Linked DNA regions of Ovis aries: region 2 is linked to region 1. A link is a contact called in public Hi-C data. All regions are on one chromosome and are shown on one strand. Each heading gives the region's core, a stretch centred on a gene start, on an enhancer-like site or on the middle of the called end of the contact. The rest is flanking DNA. Distances are from core to core; before and after follow the strand shown.

Region 1 (4,164 bases), core at 1,488-3,987:
TGATGTATTTCCAAGTATTTCTCTGAAGCTGGACTCCAAGCTCCTGGGTGGCAGAGACCAAATCTTACTCATATTTGGATCCTTAACACCCATCCTAGGCCGGGCTTATAGTAAACCACCATAGATTTCCTGGAATTGAAAAATATAATTCTAAAGCAGTCACGTGAGCTGAGCTGGACGGTTGTTAGGCTTCTCACTTTACAACTGAAAAAAGGGGTAGCCAGGGAGGAGAAAAAAAAAAATGTCTTGACTCAATTTTCATTGGATATCAGAGGCCCAGACAGGGCTGGAACAGGGTCTCCTAAACTCCTAGTTACAAAGCACTGTTGGTGGCCACTGGCAAGGGAGGCTGGTGCCTTTCTTTCTGACTCCTCAGTGGAGGAACAGAGGCCTGTTCCTGAGACGAGCACCAGCAGAGGAGCCTCAATGGGCCAAGATTCATGAATGGATCCTGCTCACCACTCGTGGTGACGGCCTGGGGGAACACACAAGTCGCCCTAGTGTGGGGGACTGAGTGCCAGGAAGGTCTTCCAGAAGTCACTTGGTGAGAGGGAGTCAGAAGACATGGGAGCACTTTCTTGACCCTTTTTTCAAACCCAGTGGCCCTGTGGTGGCCTGTCATACAGTCTAAGTTCTCTTCTGCCAACCTCCCAGGAATGGCTTATCTCTGGAGTTTGTGTATAATCATAAATTGCAAATATGCCCCAGTGGTCATAATCCTACAGAGCTCTCTTTTTGTGACTCAAAAGTGTCCTACCAAGGACTTCCCTGGTGGTTCAGTGGTTAAGAATCCACCTTCCAATGCAGGGGATGGGTGGAGGGAATTGATCCCTGGTTGGGTGGGTGGGGAGGACTAAGATCCCACATGGTGCCACAACTAAGACCAGACACAGCCAAGTAAATATTTTTTTTAAGTGTCCTGCCACGGGCAATACATGATATAGTCCGCTTTTCCTCGCAGACTAGAAAATATGCATGTGCCTGCTCAGCTGTGTCCACTCTGTGCGACCCTATGGACTGCAGCCCACCAGACTTCTCTGTCCATGGGATTCTCCAGACAAGAATACTGGAGTGGGTTGCCATGTCCTCCTCCAGGGGATCTTCCCAGCCCAGGGATGGAACCCAAGCCTCTCAAGTCTAACCTGCATTGGCAGGCAGGTTCTTTACCACTAGTGCCCACTGGGAAGCCTGAAAACATGCATGCTGCTGCTGCTGCTGCTAAGTCACTTCAGTCCTATCTGACTCTGTGAGACCCCATAGACAGCAGCCCACCAGGCTCCCGCGTCCCTGGGATTTTCCAGGCAAGAACACTGGAGTGGGTTGCCATTTCCTTCTCCAATGCATGAAAGCGGAAAGTGAAAAGTGAAAGTGAAGTCGCTCAATTGTGTCTGACCCTCTTGGACCCTATGGACTGCGGCCTTCCAGGCTCCTCCGTCCATGGGATTTTCCAGGTATGAGTACTGGAGTGGGGTGCCATTGCCTTCTCCAGAAAATATGCATACATGGGTATAAAAGTTCAGAGTATTCTAAACTCCCCTTTCTCAGCCCCTTGGGTTTGTTTGTTTGTTTGTTTTGGTCCCCAATCAGATTGCTTGGTTTACCAGGATACATTAGATTAAGGCCTGGCAGTCCAGGCCTCTGTTCAAGTTCTAGCCTAAATCAGAGGACTGGCACCTCTTATGGAAATTGGGAATAACTGGAGTGAACCTGCAGCCCTCATCTGATTTCCAGTGCCAAGTGCCTCTGTGGTCCACGTGTGTTGAGGGAGGAAACATAAAGAGAACAAGAGAAAGGGACTCGGACTGAAGGGGCCCCAAGCTTCGCAGAAGGTATGCGCCAGCACTGTTTGCCTGGGCCAAAGCCCTCTGGGCATGTCTTGGGAGCGGAAGAATTAGTGATTACCTGCGGTCTGAGTTAAAAGATGTCTTTGAGCTGGTATTTGGCAGGCAGAAAAATACTAAAAGCCTGATGGTAGGTGGAGGGTGGAGGGGGACACCAACTAAAAGCAAGCAATCCGTTTTTTCTTATACGGGGAGGAGAGTGTTGGAAAAAGATAATGAAACTGATTTTTGAAACTCGGTGCGGCAAGCACATCTTCCAAGGAAAAGAGCTATGTGAGCAGCGGTGTCCGAACGCTCAGAGGATGCCCAGCTTGCTGGGGAGGAGCACCCGGGAAGATGAACGAGTTAGGAAGTCCACTCGTCACTGATGGAGCTTCTTAGGGACTTGGCGGCGGGGCAGAAGTCGCCCCGCCGCCTGCAGCAGGGCGCGCAGTTAGCCGGTGGCGGCGCCGGGACAGTCCCTCCCTGGCGGGGTGCGCTACCTCACCGGCTCCGGGCCCCGGGTGGATAAAGCACTTTGTTTACCTCACCCGGGCTGAGCCATCCTGGGGGGGAAGGGGGAAGGCGAGCGCTCGCGTCCGGAGCCGGGAGCTGCAATGGCAGTGGCAGCCGCCTGCGGGCGCGGGGAGCTGCCAGAGGACTGGCAGCGGAGAGGCTGATTGATGGGCCTCCGGCTCAATGAGGGGGGGCCCCGGGCGGGGGCGGGGCGGGGCCGACGCTGCGCTCAGCCAGTCGCTGGTGCCGCCGGGTGGTGGTGGAGTTGGGGGGGAGAGGGGGGCGGAGGCTCAGTGGAAATGTGTCGGTGACATTGAATGGGGAGACCGAGCGCGAGCGAGGCGCGCGCGCGCACACACACAGCCCCGCTCGCGCAGAGATCCCCGGCCACGTAAGTAACTATTAATACCGCCTCGCCGAGAGATGCGGGCGTGCTGAGCTCGGGGATTGGCCTCGGGCACCGTCGGCCGTCCCCTTCCATTTCCAATACACGTTTCTCTTAACCTCCGGGTGGGGGGAAGAACAAAAATCAAAGAAGAAGAGAAGCCGTCAATTTTCTCCAAACAACCCCGCCAGGCAGTTTGGGTTGAGGGTAAGGGGTGACGGAGCGGTGGCAAATTATTCCAAGGCGCGATCCAGTGAAAAGAGCGAGAGAGGAGACGGCGTGGGTTGACTGGGCTGGAGGTGCATCCCTTTCCTGCGCCGGGAGGACCCCCGGAAGCTCGTGTCGGGGACACCGGAGACCATTGATCTACCCTCGTCCTTCCTGCGCGCACTTCTCGCTTTCTCCGGAGGCCTATCCAGAGCGCGAGGGAGCGGCGACGGCATGAGCCGGTGCTGACCTCCGCCCGGCGGGCCAAGCCCTGGGCTTTGTCGCGTACCTGAGCCCGGCCCGCAACTCCGTGCCCGGCTTTTGCAATCTTTTGTTGGCAGCGCTGACCGCTCTAAGTTAAATGCTCCCTTGCTATTTTTTTTTTTTTTTCTTTTTGTCTGTTTGTTTAAATTTTGGAGAGCTCTAGCGATCTTGGAAAAGCCTCAGACGCCATCTACAGTTAAAACGTAGGTAATTACCCTCTCCGGACCCTCTCCGGCAACCTCCCCCCCGCCCGCCTTCCACGCCCCCCACCCTTTCCACCAAAAAAGGGGGTGCAGCGCGGATTCAGTCTGCGGTGCGGCGCGAGCCGGTACCCGGGCTTGTTTCCTTTTTCTTTTTGTTTGGTTTCTAACGCGCCGAGACCAAGCGGCGGCCGTGTGCGCTCCCCGAAGACTGCACAAACTACAGCGAGGCTCCTCCGCCCCGTCTGCCTCGGGAGCCTGCGTGGGGACTGCTTCGGGAGCCCCAGAGCTGCAGCTCCTCACCTTAGCAATCCGGTTACAAGTCCAGATCCACGCTGCAAAAGGAGCGAGCGCGAGAGAGAAACTAAAAGTGCGAAGATTCTGCAAATCGCTGGCGGCTTTGGGGGTAACAAAAGGACCCGAGTTGCCGCCGACCGAGGACCCCCCGGGAGTCGGGCTCGGAGCAGACGAGGTGCCCGGCGGCTGCCGTTTGGTGGGTGCTTCTAACTCTTTCTCCACGTAGCCCCCTTCCCGTCCCTCCCCTCTCGATCCCTTTTAACATCCGTGGCACGGAGGCGCCTGCAGCCGCACTCGCCCGCGACTCATCTCTCCAGCGGTTTTTTTTTTTGTTTGTCGAGTGCGATCCCCACACTCATGAACATACACAGGTCTACCCCCATCACAATAGCAAGATATGGGAGATCGCGGAACAAAACCCAGGATTTCGAGGAGTTGTCGTCTATAAGATCTGCCGAACCCAGCCAGAGTTTCA
Region 2 (4,421 bases), core at 703-3,202, 220 kb after region 1:
CCAAGGAGAGGTGGGGGAATAAGCCCTTCTCTCTGCCCTGCCATTGGAGGACTGTGTGTTCTCATCATTTGATTTCTTTTACAATCAACTGTTTATGCATTTCTACTCCCACTCTAATGTGAGTCCCTGGAGGACAATATTGGACAATATTCATCCTCATATCCCCAGACCCAGGAGAAAGCCTAGCCCCACTTGGGCATCACCCTTCTCTGAAAGGCCCCAGTGATAGAGTGGTGGGGGTGGAGCTGTGTTGTCCAGGAGTCCCCATCAAGCAGGTGCTCAGTGAAGGAGAGCAAAGGATGGTCCTGCTTCAACCAGCCAGCTTCCAGGAAGTTCCTGGTCACACCTGACATCCCCTTCCTGTGAATTCTCAGGGCCTCTCTCCCCCAGCCCCCAACCCCACCACATTCTCATCACAATTCTACATACCAGGCTGACGTTTATCCTTAGAGCTATTTACACCCATGGCTGATTTTCTTCTTAGCGTCCTTGAAGTGACCTGATCAAGTGATGTGATCACATATTTTGGGCAAAACAAAGGTGCTTCTTTTTGAAATAAGATCTCCTTATTTACACAAAGTGGAAGTGAAAGTTGCTCAGTCGAGTCTGACTATTTGCAACCCCATGGACTATAGAGTCCATGGAATTCTCCAGGCCAGAATACTGGAGTGGGCAGCCTTTCCTTTCTCCAGGGAATCTTCCCAACCCAGGGATGGAACCCAGGGCTCCCAGATTGCAGGCAGATTCTTTACCAGCTGAATCACAAGGGAAGTCCTATTGACACAACATAGCTCATAGAACCTCTTTCACAGATAATGGATACTAAAGTCATTTTTTTTTCTTTCTAATTTCATTCTCTTCCCAGAGCTCCGGGAACAACACAAAGCTGAACTCCTTGAGTGGGGATGCAAATGCTTCTTGGTGGCTATGGGACCTCTCAGCCTGTCGCCACAGGAAATGAGGCGGAGTTCCCGTATCTTGGAGGATATATCTCTTCATGGGAAGAGAAAAATCGCCTCTGTGTATTCCAGCTCCTGGGCTGTTCCACCAGCTATTTTGGGGAAGGGGAAAGCCAGTCTCACAACACTTTCCCCAGAGAAAAGATGCCAATGTCAATGTCAGCCATTAGGAAACGTCATTAAAGCAGATGAGAAATGGGCTGTGGACATTTTTATGAGCCCAGAATACTCTGCTTGGAGATTTTATGGAGACCACAGGAAGCCAGAGAGACAATGACATTCATACCCTTTTTTAGAGTCTGGTGAGGAGCAATTTTTTTGTACTCAACAGAGTGTGTTTTTTTGAAAGGGAAAGTTACTGTTGGGGGCCACGTCCAACTAAGCTTTATTCAGAGAATTTGTTGATCTGTTGGAGATAGATGCTGCAGGCCAAGTAGCTGTGGGCTCAATGCCCAAATCCTTCCAGAATTGCAGAGAAGATTCTTCTCTTTGACTCCGGGCTACTCTGAGAACTAGTCTTTAGAGAAGGCTGTTGTGCTTAAATCTCTGTAGTTGCAACAGCACATCTGTAATCTCTTTATCTCTGTTTTGCCCTTTTTTCACAGGACAAAATGAAGTTCAGAAAGGTTGAGAAACTTGCACAGACATACAAATGGTAACAACGGAGTTGAAGTTTGACTCTGCATTTTCTTCTTTTCCATGTTACTTCTACCCATCCCCAGAGAGGCAGATGTAAAGCCAGGATAGGCAAAAGGCTGCAGAAATAAAACTGCCCTCAAACGAGGTTTCTTGAGTTTTTATTTAGGTCTACCAGCCCAGAATAAATATTTCCCTCTGTAAATCAGGAGTTGTGTTTTTAAGGCACGGATTTGCGTGGCGGAGTATGAGGGAGGTGTGCAGATTCTTGGCAGTGTGCTTTCTGCCTTCACAGTATTGCGATTGTGTCCTTTCCCTGGAGTCCCAGGAGAGGGAAGGGGCAGAGTATCCAGAATGTTCCTGAAATGCAGCGCTGTCTTCTTTATAGTGACATCCTGTGGTCATCACATGTTACTGCAACCTGTGTTGCTTCAGGAGCCAAACATTCTATTTTTATTTTACAGTTTCAGTTTTAAACAGTATTATTTTACTCTTCCATTCATTAGCTGAACTAGAAGTATTTAAGCATCTGGTAAGTGCCAGGCGCTGTGCTAGGCATTTAAGAGTATTAGAATATACTCACCTAAGAACCATGGGAAGACCAAAAACAAACTATTATCACAGCTCATTTCTGATAAATAAAGAACTATAACTCAGTGGAGCATCTGCCATGTAGTGAACCAGGCACTCATTTATTATTCCACTGTGTCTTCACAATGGCCCTACCTGGTGGCTATTCTCATCCGCACCCCAGCTTTGTGGAAACTAAAGTTATGAGAGGTTATTTAAATTATCCAAGTTTAAGGAAGCCTGTAAGTGGTGAGGTTAGATTTTGAAAACTAATTGTTCATTTCTCAAACTGAGCACTACGCTATTATGTGTCCAAGCAGCTGATTGATTCCAAGATGAGCTGACACTTGAGATGGACTTAAATGGCTGTGTTTCTTCCATGAACCCACGAAAAAAAATTCATCAATTTTTATTGGAGAATTGTCGCTTTACAATGTCGTGTTAGTTTCTGCTATACAGCAAAATGAATCATCTATACGTGTGTGTGTGTGTGTGTGTGTGTGTGTGTGTGTGCAGTCGTGTCTGACTCTGCGATCTCATCCATAGACTGTAGCCTGCCAGGCTCCTCTGTCCATGGGATGTCCCAGGCGAGAATATTGGAGTGTGTTGCCATTTCCTCCTACAGGGGATCTTCCTGATCCAGGGATTGAACCCACGTCTCTTGCGTCTCCTGCAGTGGCCGGTGGATTCTTTACCACTGTGCTGCCTGGCAAGCCACATACATATATCCCCTCTTTTAGGATTTCCTTACCATTTATGTTGCCACAGAGCAATGAGTAGAGTTCAGTGAGATACAGTACAGGTCTTCCCTGTAGTCCAAATGGTAGAGTCTGCCTGTGACGCAGGAGACCCAGGTTTGATTCCTGGGTCAAGAAGATTCTCTGGAGACGGGAATGACAATCCAATCCAGTGTTCTTATCTGGAGAATCCCATGGACAGAGGAGACTGGTGGGCTGTCCTCTGTGGGATCACAAAAAGTCGGACATGATTGAGTGACTAAACTACATACAGTAAGGTCCTTGTTAGTTATCTATTCTATAACTAGTATCTATAGTGTATATGCGTCAATCCTAATCTCCCATTCCTCCCGCCCCTCCTTCCCCCTTGATATCCACGTTTGTTCTATACATCTGTGTCTCTATTTCTGCTTTGCCAATAAGATCACCTGCACCATTTTTCTAGTTTCCATATATATGCATTAATATACGATACTTGTTTTTCTCTTCCTGACTTACTTCATTCTGTATGACAGTGTCTAGGTGAATCCACAGTCTGAAGAGGACTTACATTTGCCACCATGGTTTGCATGAGACCATGAAAATGATAGGATATCAAGCCTTCCAGATGTGGGTAAATTATATTCCACTTAGTTCAATTCTCCAACCAAAAAACAAAACAAACCACACTACTCCTAATATTGTGTTTGTACTTCAGCTGGGTTTCTTATTCAAACTCACGATTACGAGCATATGTAAACAAAAAAGGGAATTATGTTGTAAATACTGTATTGCAACGTTCTTATTTTATCTAGTTTATTAGATTCTGTGGTGCTGGGGAAGACTCTTGAGAGTCCCTTGGACAGCAAAAAAGATCAAACCAGTCAATCTTAAAGGAAATCAACCCTGAATATTCATTGGAAGGACTAATGCTGAAGCTGAAGCTCCGATACTTTGGCCACCTGATGCGAAGAGCCAACTCATTGGAAAAGACCCTGATGCTAGGAAAGATTGAGGACAGGAGGAGAAGAGGGCAACAGAGAATGAGCTGGTTGGATGGCATCACTGACTCAATGGACATGATTTTGAGCAAACTCTGGGAGATAGTGAAGGACAGAGAAGCCTGGTGTGATGCAGTCCATGGGGTCACAAAGAGTTGGACACGACTGAGCAAATGAACACCAACAACGTTAGATTTCTATTGCTATCTACCAAATTATCAGAGGTTAGTGCCTTAGCTCTTTATCTCAATGATCTATAGGTCAGAAGTCCAGGGAGTCTCCATGGCTTCTCTGCTTGGGGTCTCACCGGGCCAAAGTCAAGGTACCTGTGAGGCTGGACTTGGGGCTGGAGACTCTGCAGGAGACTCTTCCTCCAGGTTTGTCTGGATTATTGGCAGAATTCAGTTCTTTGTAGTTATAGGACTGAGAGCCCCTTTGCTTTGCTGAGTGCTGGCCAGAGACACTCTTTGTGTCTAGAGGCTGCCCTCTGGTCCTTGGCAGCGGCCCCTCCATCTCAGAAATGGGGAGCTTCCCCCACA

Evidence for each region. Hi-C and Micro-C count contacts between places; a contact is called where the count stands out from the background.
Region 2: a Hi-C map of liver shows a contact between it and region 1, with 3 times the contacts expected there. The contact joins the enhancer-like site here to the promoter of TRIB2 in region 1. A contact is called at or near these places in 5 of 16 Hi-C or Micro-C datasets (hypothalamus, liver, mixed tissues and 1 more).

Annotation. Positions count from the first base shown.
Region 1 is chr3:21,550,069-21,554,232 of ARS-UI_Ramb_v3.0, forward strand. TRIB2 (tribbles pseudokinase 2) reads left to right here and starts at 2,738. Exons shown (of 3, transcript XM_042245801.2): 1 at 2,738-4,164. The coding sequence starts at 4,047.
Region 2 is chr3:21,769,894-21,774,314 of ARS-UI_Ramb_v3.0, forward strand. No RefSeq gene overlaps it. Among named protein-coding and RNA genes, the nearest start is that of TRIB2, 220 kb to the left of the region's middle. Within about 2 kb of position 1,953, at least 3 of the 54 cell types and tissues checked have an H3K27ac peak or open chromatin away from gene starts, as enhancers often do. A contact at or near this core is called in liver, where this site is marked.